Linked DNA regions of Rattus norvegicus: region 2 is linked to region 1. The links are chromatin contacts, called in public Hi-C maps. All regions are on one chromosome and are shown on one strand. The core of a region is the stretch at or near the end of the contact, and the rest is flanking DNA. Distances in the headings are between cores, read along the strand shown. Region 1 holds the start of Sema5a (semaphorin 5A). Region 2 overlaps Sema5a (semaphorin 5A).

Region 1 (7,208 bases), core at 1,431-3,930:
TCCAAGAAACCTAGGTTCGTGGGTAAACTTGCAGGAACATATTGTATTGTTGCCAACTAATTTTATTCTGTGCTTTTCCATTTCTCTCTTTCATTCTCTGCAGACATGACTAGGATGTCACTTGAGATAGACACATGGAGGGATAAATACCAGCTTATTTTCAGCAAATTCGGAACACCTTAAATACTTCCTCTGGTCAAAGACAGGCTTCCCTACCCACAAGACCAAAGTCTTTGCTCTCAGCAGGGATCCTGCAGCTGCTGGCCATTAAGACAACCAAATGAGTTAGCAGCGTCTTAAATAACATGATGAGCATCATTCATTCCCCACGTGAGGAAAAGTATGTATTGACTACAGACACAAAAGTGGATACCACCTCACAGTTGAATGGGCACACACTCTGACTACAGGCAGCATCTTGGGTGAGCCACAGTCTCAAACGTTTTTTACAATAAACAAACTCATGGCAAAGGAAGTCTATGCTCCAAACAACTACATTTAGAACTGCTTTTTCATGTAAATCAAGCAGGCAGAAGAAATGTGAGTGGGCAGAAAGAAACGCACACTTCTCTTGGAGTAAACACAGAAAAGAAAAGTTGTTTCAATGATCTACAACAGAAGGTGTCTGCTTAGAACCTGAAGTGGAACTGTGAACTTTTTACTCCAAGGGAGGAGCTTCTCCCTTGCGCAAAACATGAAACTCGACATTAATCAGCGATTAATTCAACGACCCTAATTGGGTATTAAAAACTTTTCCTATTAAGGGCTAGTTTTGTCTTTCTGTGTCTTCTTATAAAGGACGAATTCTGTAATTAATAACAATCTGCTCTTCAAAAGCAGGGCTCTTCCTGATAAGCCTGGACACACAGCTATTTTTAAAAATATAAATAAACTGCAATAATTTTAACACCCAGTGTTTTAGCCAATGTGCTCCTCAGGAACAGGACCTCCTCTCTCTATTATACATAACTCTTATACCTTCGCGCAGTTTCAGTTGCCTTCTTGTTAAGTCCAATTGTCAAAGGAGAAAGATGTGTACCTTGAGGAGTTTGTAGAAATTTGTTTTAGGAAGAGACCTTTCCAGATAGTCAGCTTCCATCCAACTTTTCCGTCGCTTAACCAGACTAAAAGCTCTCCAGGGTAAAGAGAATACTTCTCTCAACTCTTTTCCCTTTGAGGTGAAATCACAGCAATATCTATGTTTTAACTGCTGCCTAGGACCCCTGACCCACTTGCCCAGGACAAAAACACCAACAGGCTCTGTGGCATCCTCTCCGAAAGCTCGCTCTTGGCGCCCCCTGCCGGGGATCTCCGAGATGCCGCAGGCGCCGGAAAGTTAAAATCCAACTCCAGGCAACCGCATCCAGGTACAAACAACAAAAAAAGAGGTGAAAGAGCTTCCCGCCAAAGCCCGGGGCCCGGGGTGAGGGGACCAGGGCCGGGGCCGGGACCTAACTGCGCTGGGCCCAGTACCAGGGACGATCGCCGGGGATCACTCCTCGCCAACAGTTCCTTGGAACATCCTGAGCACGGATCTTCGCCTGGCCTCAGACCGTGAGCCCCGGTATGCAACGCATGCGGCGGGGCTGCTAGCAGACAGGGGATCCGTGAGTGAAGCTTACCCTACTGATGAGTTCCCAAGCTTCGCCACCTCTGCCTTAGCTTTCCTCAGCAAAATACCCTGGCGAAGTTGAGCCCTAGTCCCACTACCCTCAGATTCTCACGAGCATCGCAAATCCCTGTACAGAGAACAGGAACACGTCCCCTAGTCCACCGGGCAGGAAGGTAGGCGATTCTAACCACCAAACCCGGTTCCAGATCCCACCAAGTGAGCCTGGCCTCGCGCAAAGTACGAGCACAGATCTCCAGGCGTACCTGAAGTGTGCTGGCCGAGGTGCAGGCTTGCCCACTGGCTGGTTGCACACCGGGACCTTCCCAATCCGCGCTCGGATCCAGGGAAAGGCTAGGACACAAACTTCCAGCCGGTGCACTATCTCCACTGCGACCGCCCCCGCTTTGAGCGTAGTCCTATTCCTGCACGCGCCTCTGCCAGGTTGTCCCCACCCAGGTGTCTGCAGAGTGACCCTATCTGAAACCTACACCAACCACAGATGGACCAACGCTGCCCCGGGTCCACACGCACAAGGTCTCAGCTATGAAACCCAGGGACTCTGCGGGGGAGCGAGCTCACCAGATGCGGGGCGCGTTCCTCCTACTAGTCATCCAGCGCCCCGGGGCCCGGAGCTGCTCCCAGGGTCCTCTTCAGTGCGCCAGGAGGAAAGTCGAGGCAGCAACAACCACTACACCCGGCCACTTCTCCAGAGCTATCCTCCACTCGCAGCGCGCCAGGCTGGGGACCAGCTCGCCTGCTGGAGTCTCCAGTTGTGCAGCTGAGTGAACAGGCTCGCGCCGAGAGAGGGCAACCGGTGAGATGGCAAAGTTGGGTACCCTCTGTTTAGGTCCGCGCGTGCGAACCAGAACACCCCAAAGAAGGATTGCACGTGCCGGGACCTCCCCGCAGTGGGAAGGTGGGATACAGATGCCGCCGCAAGGCTGGGGCCACCTCCAGCCAAAGGCTGAGGAGCCCACCCGCGGCGGGAGCGCAGCGCGCGCGGGATTGGGCACAACGTGAGCAGCCGCTGCCGACGCCGCCTTCCTAGCGAGTAGACCAGAGCTGGGTGAGCCGGCCCAGAGCTCGGGGCGGGGAACACAGGGCCGCCTCGCCCCGCCCCCGCCCCGCCCCCTCCGCCCCACCTCCCCTACTCCGTCCCTCCCGCGTGCAAACTAGGCGCCCCACCCGCTCCTGACCTTCCTAGCCCCTCCTCTGGCTCCGCCTCTTCCCGAGATGGGACCCCCAAACACACCCCCGGGGGCTCTCTCCACACCCCAAGAGTCCTATCTGTGCCTCCCGAGTGCAAGTTCACCCAAGTGGTGAGTTTTTACGGACTCCCTTCCTCGCTTGAAAGAGACCTTCTTTGGCTACCCGCCCCCTGTCCGGTGGCTCCGACGTGGCTACTTTGCAGGATGGGCTGTATAAAGGGCTAGAGGCAGATCTACCCAAACCAGAGACGTGGCGTCTGCTAGACCGGCCTAGGCTCCAGGTATGTGCTTGCCCCTCGGCGGACCGCGGGTGGGAAGAAGGTGGGAGTTTAAGATTCAGTTCTTCTGTGTCATCTTAAGAAGACTGGGGTGAGTGTTGGGGGTGGTGAGGGGGTCGCCGCGGATTCTTACAGGCGAGTTGGGCCTAGAAAGGCGCTCAGCTAGTTCTTGAAAAGAATAGATCAGACAAATGAATAAATCTGCCATTCAAGGAAACAGAGTAGGAGGTTCCCAGGTAGCCCTAATGGGCATTAGAAGAGGGTTCTCTCATGGACAGACCCAGCTAGGCTAATTGGCACCTCTGCAAGTACCTTGGGACTTTACTGAGTGAGCATCTGGACAAGAAGTTTATCTTGGAACGCAAAGTAAATGCCTTGGAAAGGCAGTTTTATTGACACGTTGTTCAGTTCTCCTTCTAAGGAAGTGATCAACTCACCAAGTTCTAAACAACATACAGGGTTGCTAAGAGGGAGAGTTACAGGATAAAGAAAGACAGAAAAGGTGGGTCCCTGCCCCTATAGCCATGCGGGATCCCCTTCCCTCCATGTTTTTCCCTCATGTCGGGCCTTGTTGGTGGCTTCGGGATACTTTTGCACAAGGAACTTCATCAATGACCCTCTTAGCTGCAGGACCTAAAGATGTCTCTGTTTGTCACATTCACATCCTGGTATTGGCAGCTTGCAAATGCGCTCAGGTCAGGGACAGGGGAGCTGGTGACAGTTCAGGGCATCTTTGAATGTTCTATAGTGCTAAACAGAGACCAGATAATAACTGGAATGTATCACAGCTCTTCCAGGACCATAGATTCAAAAGGAGGTGGATAGAAGCTCAAATTGCCACGATCTTGTTGTGTCTGTCACCTTTCAAATGAAAGAATTAAGTGAAACCATGTCAACCTGTGAGGGTGCTGTGTCTAGAAGTGTGGAGCGTGGTAGGTAAGGCTCCAACCCAGATGCCTTCCTTGGGAAGCATCTACTACGGTTGTTTGGCTGGCTTCCAGGTCTGGGGTGGCAGCTTCTGGCTTCCAAATCTTGAAGGGAAACCGTAATAGGCTTCCTGTGCTTCTCCTGCTGCTTCAGAAGTGGGTGGGAACTGGCGCCATTCCCAACATTCCCCTTCTCTTGCCTACGTGGCACAGCAGCCTGAGAGGCTCTTGGGAGAAGGAGGCCTTCTAGGGGCTGGCAGTGGAAGACCTCAGCCTTACACTTGAACTCTTTTGCCTTAAGGTGGATAGCTGGAGCCTGATGGGGTGAAGAAAGGCAAATTAAGACTCAAATTTACTTAACTAATTCTTGACCTTTTCCCTCAATGTCAACTGATAAAAACAATTAACACATCATTTAAAAAAATTATTTTTAAGAAAGGAGTGAGGCTAGTAAGCCTGTGTACCCAGGACTCTGATGGCATTGATAGCCGAGGCAGACAGATTGGGAGTTCAAGGCCAGCCTGGGGCCACCGCGGGATAACTTGTCTCATAAACTTATAAGCAGACAAAGAAACTCACTCTTGGCTTGGAGGCATACGTCCTGTGTACCATAAGGATTATCGCCTAGAATTTCACCCACTAAATGAAGTGAATGTGTGTTACTGGGGCAGGATGTAGGTTTGATTTTACTATTTACAGACTGCACTGTACCATTGTTAAAATTCCGTATTGGTGATAATGAGTTAAAATCTCTAATAAGCAAGTACAGAAACCAAATTCTCGTTTAGAGAGCTTTCTTGGTATAAAGCAGTGGTTCTCATTCTGTGGGTCACAACCTCTATGTTGGTGAGTGACTCTTTCACAGGGGTTGCGTATCAGATATCCTGCATGTCAGATATTTACATTGTAATTCATAACAGCAAAATTACACTTATGAAGCAGCAGTGATATAATTCTATGATGGGGGTCCCCACAACATGAGGAACTATAGTAAAGGGTCACAGCTTTAGGAAGTTTGAGAATCACTGGGAGTGAAATGGTTCTAAACAGACTGATTTTGTTACTGACTCGCAGAAAGTTCGTGAACTTTTCTGAGTTCATGTCTTCTCATGCAACGTGACCCAGCTCATCGGGAATGTCAGTCACAAGCACTAAAGGAGAAAGAAGCAGTTAAACAAAACACATCTGAGGCTTAGCACAAGCAGGCACTCTGAAATGCAATTATTTTAAAGTATTTATAAATATTTCCTCCCCCTAATAGAATTTGCTTCCCCCTTTTAGAAAGCTATTCTCGTTAAAGGCACCTTGAAGAGTCAGATTTTTAACTAAATGTGCTTATTATTTTACCAAGAGTGTTTTGTTGTTATCAACAACAAAATTCTCCTTCTCCCTCTTCCCTCCTTTCCCTCTCCCTCAGCCTCCCCACTCACCCCCCTCCCAACAACAACAACTGCTTCAGGTGAACCTGGGTACAGGGCCAAAACTGAGAAAAGCTATGAAAGAAACCAGTTGGTGAAAATGATGAATTCTGGGGCGCTGATTCATGTGACTTGAAAAACGCCATCCATTTCCTGACTCACCTCAGATTCGGTTCAGAAACATGAAGCAGCACATGACCTTGAACTAATGCAACAATTTTGTCTTATCTTTATATTCCCTCCCAGTACCTGACTAAAGCCCAGAGAAGGGAGCAAGAAGGAGCTGAAGAAAGTGTGGCCCCCAGGAGCCATGAAGACCACGGTTCGCTTTCCTGGGAAGGTTCCCTAACCCTGGACTATAAGATGTAGCAAGACTTATATTCAGTGATTAAAAAATGAAAGAAAGAAAAGAAAGCAGTGTGGCCTCTTCACATTATGTTTCCTGCAGATAAGCTGGGCATATGTTACAGTAACCATTCCATAGTTTCTTTTTCACTCTGCTTCCCAATATTGTCTGACCCCACCCATTTTACTACAGCTAAACACTGGCACCGAGAAGTGAAGCTTGATGTCCCCATAGTGTTGCTCAGTGCTGCTTCGGTTTTAGTACTCTGTGGCACTCAGAAGATCCACCGTTGCAGTCACAGATTACACCGTGGTGGCTATCATGGATGTTGTCGAAGAGGAAGACTTTTAAACAAGAGGGGTTGCAGATTGTGTGAACTTCCAGTGCCTCCTGTAGTCTCTCGGGACTCACCAAAGCCCCTTTAGGGTGGTTTCCTTTGCCCCAAGAAAGCTCTCTGGCCTTCAGTGCCCTCTCCCTGAGTGGTGTGAAGGAGCCTAGATTTATTTTAAAAGAACATTGTAGGAGGTTAGAAGCTGTCATCACACACAAGAAAGAGCATACTTGGATATAATACAAAGTACAGGTTCTCTATCCTTAAAAGTTCCAGGCTTCTAGGATGTGTGAGGCAGCCTCCAGCATGGCCCTTTCTATAGACTAATGTCTTATCTGGGTTCTGCTTGGCTTCCCAGGGCTGATCAGAGGTCTCTGTCCCTGGTTGTTCCTGATGGTTGACACGGAGTGATCTGCCTTCACCTACCCCAAGTGAGATCTGCTTATCTATGACCTCTCAAATTCAACCCACCTCATACTCACATTCAGAGAAGCAGCCTAGTTAAGCATGCAGGCCACAGCAGTAACTAACTCCAGGATGTAGGCAGACACACACTCAGGAAGATGAGCCTGCTCTCTGTAATGGGGTCGGTTCGTTACCAATAGTTTTCTGTTTCCTTGACGTGTTTGATGATTCTTCAAGCTTCCAGTGGCACATCACATTTTATTTAAGCTGCATTTCCAGAAATCAAAGCATTCTAGAAATCTATAAGCATTTTGGTTCGTGTGTGTGTGTGTGTGTGTGTGTGTGTGTGTGTGTGTGTGTGGTTAGATTTCTAGATACGCATTTTGGCAACCCAATTTTCTTAAGATAAAACTGGTGCTCTCAAAGCAGTTCAAGTTGTCTTTTAGAAATATGGAACAGGAAGAAGAAAAATGCTAAGTTTAAATGACTCTTGGAATATCTTCAGGAAAGGCAGATGGTTTCTGGCCTAAAGATAAAGTATCCTTAGGGTTTCCTTGGAGTTATTTTCTGACATTGAGACTCATATATGTCTTGAGTGTTTACCAGCAAAGATGGCTGCATTTATTTTAAGAGGATATTCTGTACTTACTAACTAAGGTCTTCTACCTTCCCCCGTCTTTGAGA
Region 2 (7,208 bases), core at 2,371-4,870, 360 kb before region 1:
AGCTCAAACCATTCCAAATATATCTACTATGTTTGAAATAGTTAAGGAACTTTAGTTATTAAATCTTCAACCTATTAGAATGGTATTTTACTGCACAGTATTAGAAGTGAATCCTTAACCTATAAAATTTCCAATTTTACTTGACTTCTGACACATCTGTTATAACACAGGGACAGTGCTCCTGAAATAGAAGAAACACTGAAAGTCACGTACAGCACATTCTATTAAATCTAAAAGCAGTGTGCATGCACAGCCCTACAGAAAGCGTTTGTGTTGAGAACAAGTGGAATTTTCTTCAGCTATTTCAAGCCAATTTTGTTAAAAAATGAAGGGAGAATATTTAATTCAGGATCACACAAAGCCATATGTCATCATGCTATTGTACATATAGAATGATATAGCATATTTAGGAATAAAAGAAAAATAAGATGAATCTATTTCATCCAAGTCATTCAGAAAATACACTGCTATTCACACATTTTTTTCAGTAGAGTAATTTTTTTCATAAAGTGACTATGTATTCAGTCTTTGTAATTTAAATCTCCCTTAGAAGTTTTTCTGGGCTATTAAAAATAAGCTGTGGGTATTTTATTATTTGGGGCATTAGAACACTTATTGTAGGGCTTGGTCCAAGCTCCTATGTGTATTGTGTGTGGGACTTCTTTTTCTTCTTCTTTTTTTTCTTTTTCTTTTTTTAAAGATTGATTCATGTTTTTTATGTTTGTCTGCCTATACATCTCCATACCAGAAGAGGGCATCAGATCCTTTGGGACTAGAGTTACAGACATCTGTGAACCATCTACAGTGCTGTGGGTGCTGGGAATTGAATCCAGGATCTCTGGAAGAGCAGCCAGGGCTCTTAAACTCTAGACCTTCTCTTTGTATAGGCATCCCCATAGGCATTGTGCATCCTCAGTTACTCTATTTTTATGAGCTTGGGACAAGATCAGTTCATACTAGCCTTTATTTTCCCCTTAAACATTCCTTTAAGAATACAGAAGTATGTAATGGTAATTCTAAAGATATCAGTTTAAATATATAAGTTGATACAATTAACAATAATGTAGTTAAGATGAAGCTTTCTGAGAAGTTTTAAAAATATTTTGTAGTTTACCAGCTGAAACCTAACACTAACAGATTCTTGATAATTTTATCAAACCAAGACCACCTCCAACATCACTCATAAAAATAACAAGTCATGTTTTTAATACCCTTCTATCCACAGCCTTACACATCTTCAAAATAATTCATGGGGTTATTCAAACTTTACAACATATTTTAATATTCTTTTAAAACTCTTAATTTCTTAAGCTTTTGAAAATATACGACTTTATGACATATTCTATTTATAATATGAAGAACATGTTACCTGTGCAGTAATGGGTAACTAAAAGTCTCTAAATCCAGCAGGACTGTAGGAAATCAGAAAATAAATGAAGCAAGCTTATCAGTAACTATTTATTGTATGGACTTGGTTGTTGAGAGGTAGAGTAGGGGATAATCACAGAGTCTCATGGAGTAATCCCAGGGAGCATGGGAGATTTTGATAGGTGGTCATGTGCTTATATTTTTACAGCATCCCTGAAACAGTCTGGTTTACTTATGATTTTAACCTGAAATAAGCTGGCCAAGCTTGTTTAGAGGGCGAGTTTCTGGAACAAAAGCTGAAGCCCGAGTGATGAACAAGTGTAGTCCAGCACTCCAGTCTTTTGGTAATGAAATAGCTCATTGTCATCTTCAAAGTAAATCCAGTAACTTATGTCGTGTTTTCTGTTTTATTACATAGCCTTATCTTTGTGGCCCTCCTTGGCTTCTGTAAACTTTATGTAGTGATAGAACCCACCTTGAAGCTGCTATACATAGAAACTCATTGTGAAAACTGCTGGTGAGGACAAGGTTTTCCTTTTTTCTCTTCACATCTTTCTCACTCACCCTTCCTGTCCTGGGCTCTCGAACAATTCAATTACCCAATCTGATCTTCAGTCAGTTGCTTCGTAGACAGTTTCCCTCACTGCTTCTACATCCTAGGCTCATGAAAACCAGCTACGATTTTAAGAAATGACTTGTTTGTAATCAAGTGAAGAAGGGACTTGCAAATTCACCTCAGAAGCTCTTCAGGTGCTATGCTCTACAGGGGAGGCTGGCAGGACAAGTGAGTGTAGTTAGAAAAGAACATGAAGCAACTCAGATGACCCCAGTGGATCACAGCATCTGGACTGCCCTAGTTTCTAACAGTCTGAGGTCAGAGAGCTGGGGTATGCTGAGTTCTGATCTATCACGGCATAGAGAGAAAGATTCATTCCAGCTATTGCTTCATGCTCTACAAGTGGGGATCACCTGTCACATATTTCAGGAAGAGGTTAAGTAATGGATATTTCCATCAAAGAAGACAATTATCTCAAGTAAATTCATAATATTTTCCTATCCAATGATGAGCTTATAAACAGTTAAAATTCACAACTTAACCTACGGGTTGAAAATTTCCCCACAAATGATGTAATCGCTAAGTGATGGGCATTCCCCTTTTTTTGGCCACCTTCATCTACTAAAGCATGGGCTGTGTTAAAAATGACTGCCCAGATACCTCCACAATCTGAGATAAAATGAGACGGTGCATTTGAATGATCTGAGGCACATACCTGGAACAGTTGGTGATCTCCATTCTAGGGCCCTCACACTGCCAGCCGCCACACTGTGGAGCTGGGCTGTCACAGGATCGGGACCGGCAGAGGCAGGATCCCACAGCAGTGCCATCAGTGTGAGTACAGGGTGTCCATGGAGACCACGGGCCAAAGCTCCCATCTACGGTGAGATTTCTGGTCTGGAAAGCAAATGCAAGCATTGGTGTCAGAAAAGGTAAAGCAGAAACACAAGACACAAAACCAAAAAGGTCTCTCAAGTGGCAAGCACAACTATTTTAAAATTTAAAAAAAAAATTAAAGTTGGCAGTGTGTATGGGAAGATTTCAAAGTTATACAGCACGGGTCAATTCTAGAGATAAAGAGAAAAGAGGGAGTGGGGATGAAAAGAAGCAAAAGGAGGAAGGAATAAGGAGCAGAGGGAGAGGAAGAGCAAGAGGGCAGAAGAAGAGGAAGGGGAAGAGTAAAGGTTCGCGACTCAGGAATGAGGTTTTGGTAGAACTACCCATTTGAATATGGGTAACCCAAGGAACAAGAAAAATCCACAGATATACACATTGATGCATGGCTTTATACACCTTCAAACAACTAAAGCTCATGAAAGATTAATCCAGGCTGGGCTCACATGTTACCTCCAAGTGACAATGTTTGATGCCAAAGCACATCTCAGTGTCCCCATGAGCAATGAGATCACTGCAGTGATCTTGCCAAAGCTATAGTGTAAGCACCACTCAGAGGTTTGTATGCTGGCCAGGAAGTGCTTGGCACCTGCTTATGACTCTATGTAATAGCTACTAAGTGCATTGCGCAGGGCTGCTGCTGAGGATGGGTAGGATGCTGCTTGTGGGGTTCTTGTGCTGAGTTGTACAGAAAGGGAAGGAACCTGTAAAGCAGCTGGATGGGGTGCTTGATGCCACAGACAGCTTGGGTGATGACAGAGGAATAAATGTGTGGGAGGGTCACATGGCTGGGCTGTTCCCTGTCAGTGAGAGCCACTGACAGATGCTTTATTGTCATTGGGTTTGGAAGAAGGAAAGCAAGGCAGGGACACCAAGAGAGACCTGAGGGCAGAGCTCAGAGACTCCTGCAGGTCACTGTAGGCAGAATGCTTTGTTATGGGTTTGAGTGTGGTTGGGACATCAGTTCTTGAACACTGAAGAGTGAGCAGCTTTCTGACACATGTAATAGAAAATGTATGGAAAAGAGATACTCCTGGGTTCAAAGGTTAATTTCCCTGTCAAGGCCTCCTTTCAAAAGGGACCAGAGAGGACCAAAGTCCCAGCCTCTTCATTTTAATTCAAAGGCAGGTGAGTCTTAGGCAGTGCAAGGAAGACTTGATGAGAACTGTATTTTCTTTCCTCATTCTCTGGCTCCCGACTGTCTCTTCAGCCAGCCAGCATGTGAAAGGCACCAGCCACAGAAGCACCAGTAGTTTTGGTCCATGATTTCTTTAAGTACAATGGGAAATGTTTACACATTAATGTGGTTTTCTCTACCATCCATGGTGCAGATATGGCTCTACAGTGTGATTCCCTATTCCTTCTCTTTCCCTGTCAACATTTATTTCCTCAGGTGGATGGAACTGAACCCTCCTACCAATCACTCTTATTTCTATATAAACTGTACCCACAAGGAGGATCTTGGCCTGCCCTATCTGAAAGTAAGCAAGAACACAAGTGGACAAGCAAAGGAACATTTCCCAAGAGGAAGCTTTCTTGTCTCCCAAGGTCCCCATAAATGACACTTCTGGCCACAGCTTCTGCTCAGACCCTAGGTTCCCTGGAATCCATATGCTTCTAAGGAGTAACACACCTTGCACCACAAGATAATACAAGCTTCTGAGTTGACAGACTGTCTGGTTAAATCAGTAAAGTTCCTACTTTGGATATTTTTCACATTGATGCTCCAATCTCCTTTGTGCATCTACCCATTACTTAACTAGGTCTATGTTAATAATCATACCCAGACCCTTGCCTGCGACATAAACAGTGTTACCTTTGTTTTCAATGTAAAAAGCCCATGTCTTTTGTTCAGAGAATTAAGCATGGGGAATCATAACTTATCCATGTACACAGCCCATACTATCCTGAGCACCATTGCTGCTCTCTATAGAAGGTGTTGACTGTTTGAGACAGGGAGGAGCTGCTCTGAAAACCTGTAGAGTCAGTTCTCCACCTCTGTGCCCCAGGGTTCTGACCAGGGATAAGACTCTCACTGACTCTTCTGCATGACTACCTAGGGTGGGAAATCCATCAAGGGAAATGAGAAATGATAAGAAATATCAACCTATGAGCTGTGCTGGGGGCTATAGGAAATGGTACACCTGCGCTTGGCAAGCAGACAGCCCAAGGCTGCCCTGAGTAACAGACACATCATCAGGTAGGATGTTGCTTCCATTCTGGTTTCACAGATGAGAGATACACACTTCTGTAATGGCATTCTTGTGAGTGTCCCAAAGCAGATTAGATATGGACGGCAAGAAACTGCTCAAGTGTCCACAGACCTCACCAGAGGCATTTTTCTGGAAAGAGGAATATGGGACAAAAACTCTTACTATAGATGAGAAGATGAAGATGGGTATTTTCACATTGGAAGTACTGTATAATTTTAAAAATCAAGGGCATGTTTATACCATTGGCTGGCATTGTTCAGGAATGAAACAGACAGCTGACTGAGCTTTTAGTGAGCAGATAAACTAGCAAAGAAAGGACTATAGAGCTCAGAGCTGCATGTTGCCTGGTGGTAGTGGTGGTGGTACAGCTGCTCTGTGCATGACAGATTGGTGCTAGGCCCTCCTAGGCAGACCAGCCACATATGAAAACAATGTGTCACAGCTCTTCAAATCTGATGCAGAAATCTAAATTGGGAAAATGTGTAAGTCAAGATAAGTTAAAGAACTTCAGACACTAATGTACAGAGAATTGACATTCCGGCTGTTTAACAAATTACCTCAATGATAACGTTTTACATAAAATGACTCTTGCTGTGGACCGACCAATTTTTCTGTTTATTAGACTCAAACTAGTTCTGTTGTTAGAGAAGGAAGTAGAGGCCTCTAGAGCATTACTTCTAGTTTAGGAAAAAGCAAGCCTACAAAAACTACAGAAAGTAATGTAACTATGGTAGGTGGGACATCACACTGAAGAATACATGTGTGAGTTTGGCATGGTCCTGTCAGGAGGCAAAATGGCGGTTTGTAGGGTTTATGCATGGAGTCTATGAGACAGGAGAACATTAGGAAAAGATCTGGAGATGCTGTGGAACCCAGGAGCCATCTGTGCAAGGAGCTTCAGCCATCCTAAGTTGGCAGGTGGGAAAGTTGGTAGGACTGCTGGAGCCTGATGAGAGTCAGAGCCAGACAGTCACTGCCGTGTATAGCCTGAGTCCCCTCATCATGGAGCCCTGGCAGAAACGTAGTCTTTAACTGAAGGAGGGCAAGGGAAAATACACCTCAGACTCTCTCAGGTATGTCATGACATACCAAGACAGTCATCAGCTGAATCCAGGACAGGTGGGAGGGGCAGACTGAACTGACCTGACCAAGGACAGACAGCCTTGGTAAGTGGAGTGGTGGGGAAACTGAGTTCCTGGATACGATGTGCCACTTGTATACATCCAGTTTCTCAGAGAAGGAGGAAAGGATAGTGTAGGGTAAGGACAATTTATTTTTTCTAAAGGTTTCTGGGCCCTCTAAATACTAATAAGAACTTTGAGAACAAAAGATAAATGATTAGAGGAAAATTAGAAGACTTGGGGCAAAGAATATTCTCTTCAAGTTCATCAGCATTGTTTGTCTCCATGAGAATACAAAGGAGCTAAGCAGAGGAATGACTTGGACATGTATTTATCTACATGCTACACAGCAAAATCCAATGTTATAAGGCCAAGAAGAAATACAGTGTCACAGTGACGAAGAAAAGAAAATGGAAAAAAATCACCCACAAGGCTAGTCCATGTGGTTCTTTGGAATGAATTAATTGCTCTGTAGGGAATATGAAATTGTCAGCTTTGTAATCCAGGGAGGCTTGGATAAGAATGCCGGAGTAGGCAAATTTTTTTTACGAAAGAAATACTCTGCATAGGAAGGGTTTGAGAGTCTTTATACCAATGATCTCCCAGAATTATCCAGAGCAGAAGTTTGCACTTAAGGCCAAGGTTAATAGTGGGTCCTAGCCTGTCTAAGGCAGGCATAGTTTGAATATAAATATTCCAAACATGCATATGTTAAAAACTTGGTTCCTAGATGGAGCAGGATTCAGAAGTGAATGGCTTATGAGGACAGTACCATTACCAATTGATTTACTACGTCAAGTTTAGCATTCAATGGGCTCTAAGTAAGGCCTATTAAAGATGCTGCGTTTCCTATATGCAGTTTCCTCACTGCTAGACAGGCCACAGCTACCTTATTTCTTGGAGAATTTGTTATTTTGGCTACATTCAGTAGGTCACAGGATATGCTCTTACCCCTGGACCCCTGTCTTCTTTCTGTGCTGACGACCAGGAGGTTAGCATCTTTGATCATTGCCATATGCTTCTAGTAGGTTGATGACATTATGCAGGTGAGGGTTG

What was found. A called contact is a pair of places that touch in the nucleus more often than the background predicts.
Region 2: a Hi-C map of mammary epithelial cells shows a contact between it and region 1, with 1.9 times the contacts expected there. The contact joins the enhancer-like site here to the promoter of Sema5a in region 1. A contact is called at or near these places in 2 of 12 Hi-C or Micro-C datasets (frontal cortex and mammary epithelial cells).

Annotation. Positions count from the first base shown.
Region 1 is chr2:85,016,196-85,023,403 of GRCr8, reverse strand. Sema5a (semaphorin 5A) reads right to left here and starts at 2,680. Exons shown (of 23, transcript NM_001107659.2): 1 at 2,192-2,680. It overlaps LOC134485782, which reads left to right. Exons shown (of 5, transcript XM_063282796.1): 2 at 1,219-1,367; 3 at 1,429-1,607; 4 at 1,702-3,101; 5 at 5,689-5,856. The coding sequence ends at 2,394. LOC100909539 (a long non-coding RNA gene) reads left to right here and starts at 2,835. Exons shown (of 2, transcript NR_110701.1): 1 at 2,835-3,101; 2 at 5,689-5,856. Snord123 (small nucleolar RNA, C/D box 123) reads left to right here and starts at 5,536; the gene lies at 5,536-5,605.
Region 2 is chr2:85,379,568-85,386,775 of GRCr8, reverse strand. Sema5a (semaphorin 5A) reads right to left here. Exons shown (of 23, transcript NM_001107659.2): 14 at 2,640-2,821. Among named protein-coding and RNA genes, the nearest start is that of Sema5a, 360 kb to the right of the region's middle. Within about 2 kb of position 3,620, at least 14 of the 93 cell types and tissues checked have an H3K27ac peak or open chromatin away from gene starts, as enhancers often do.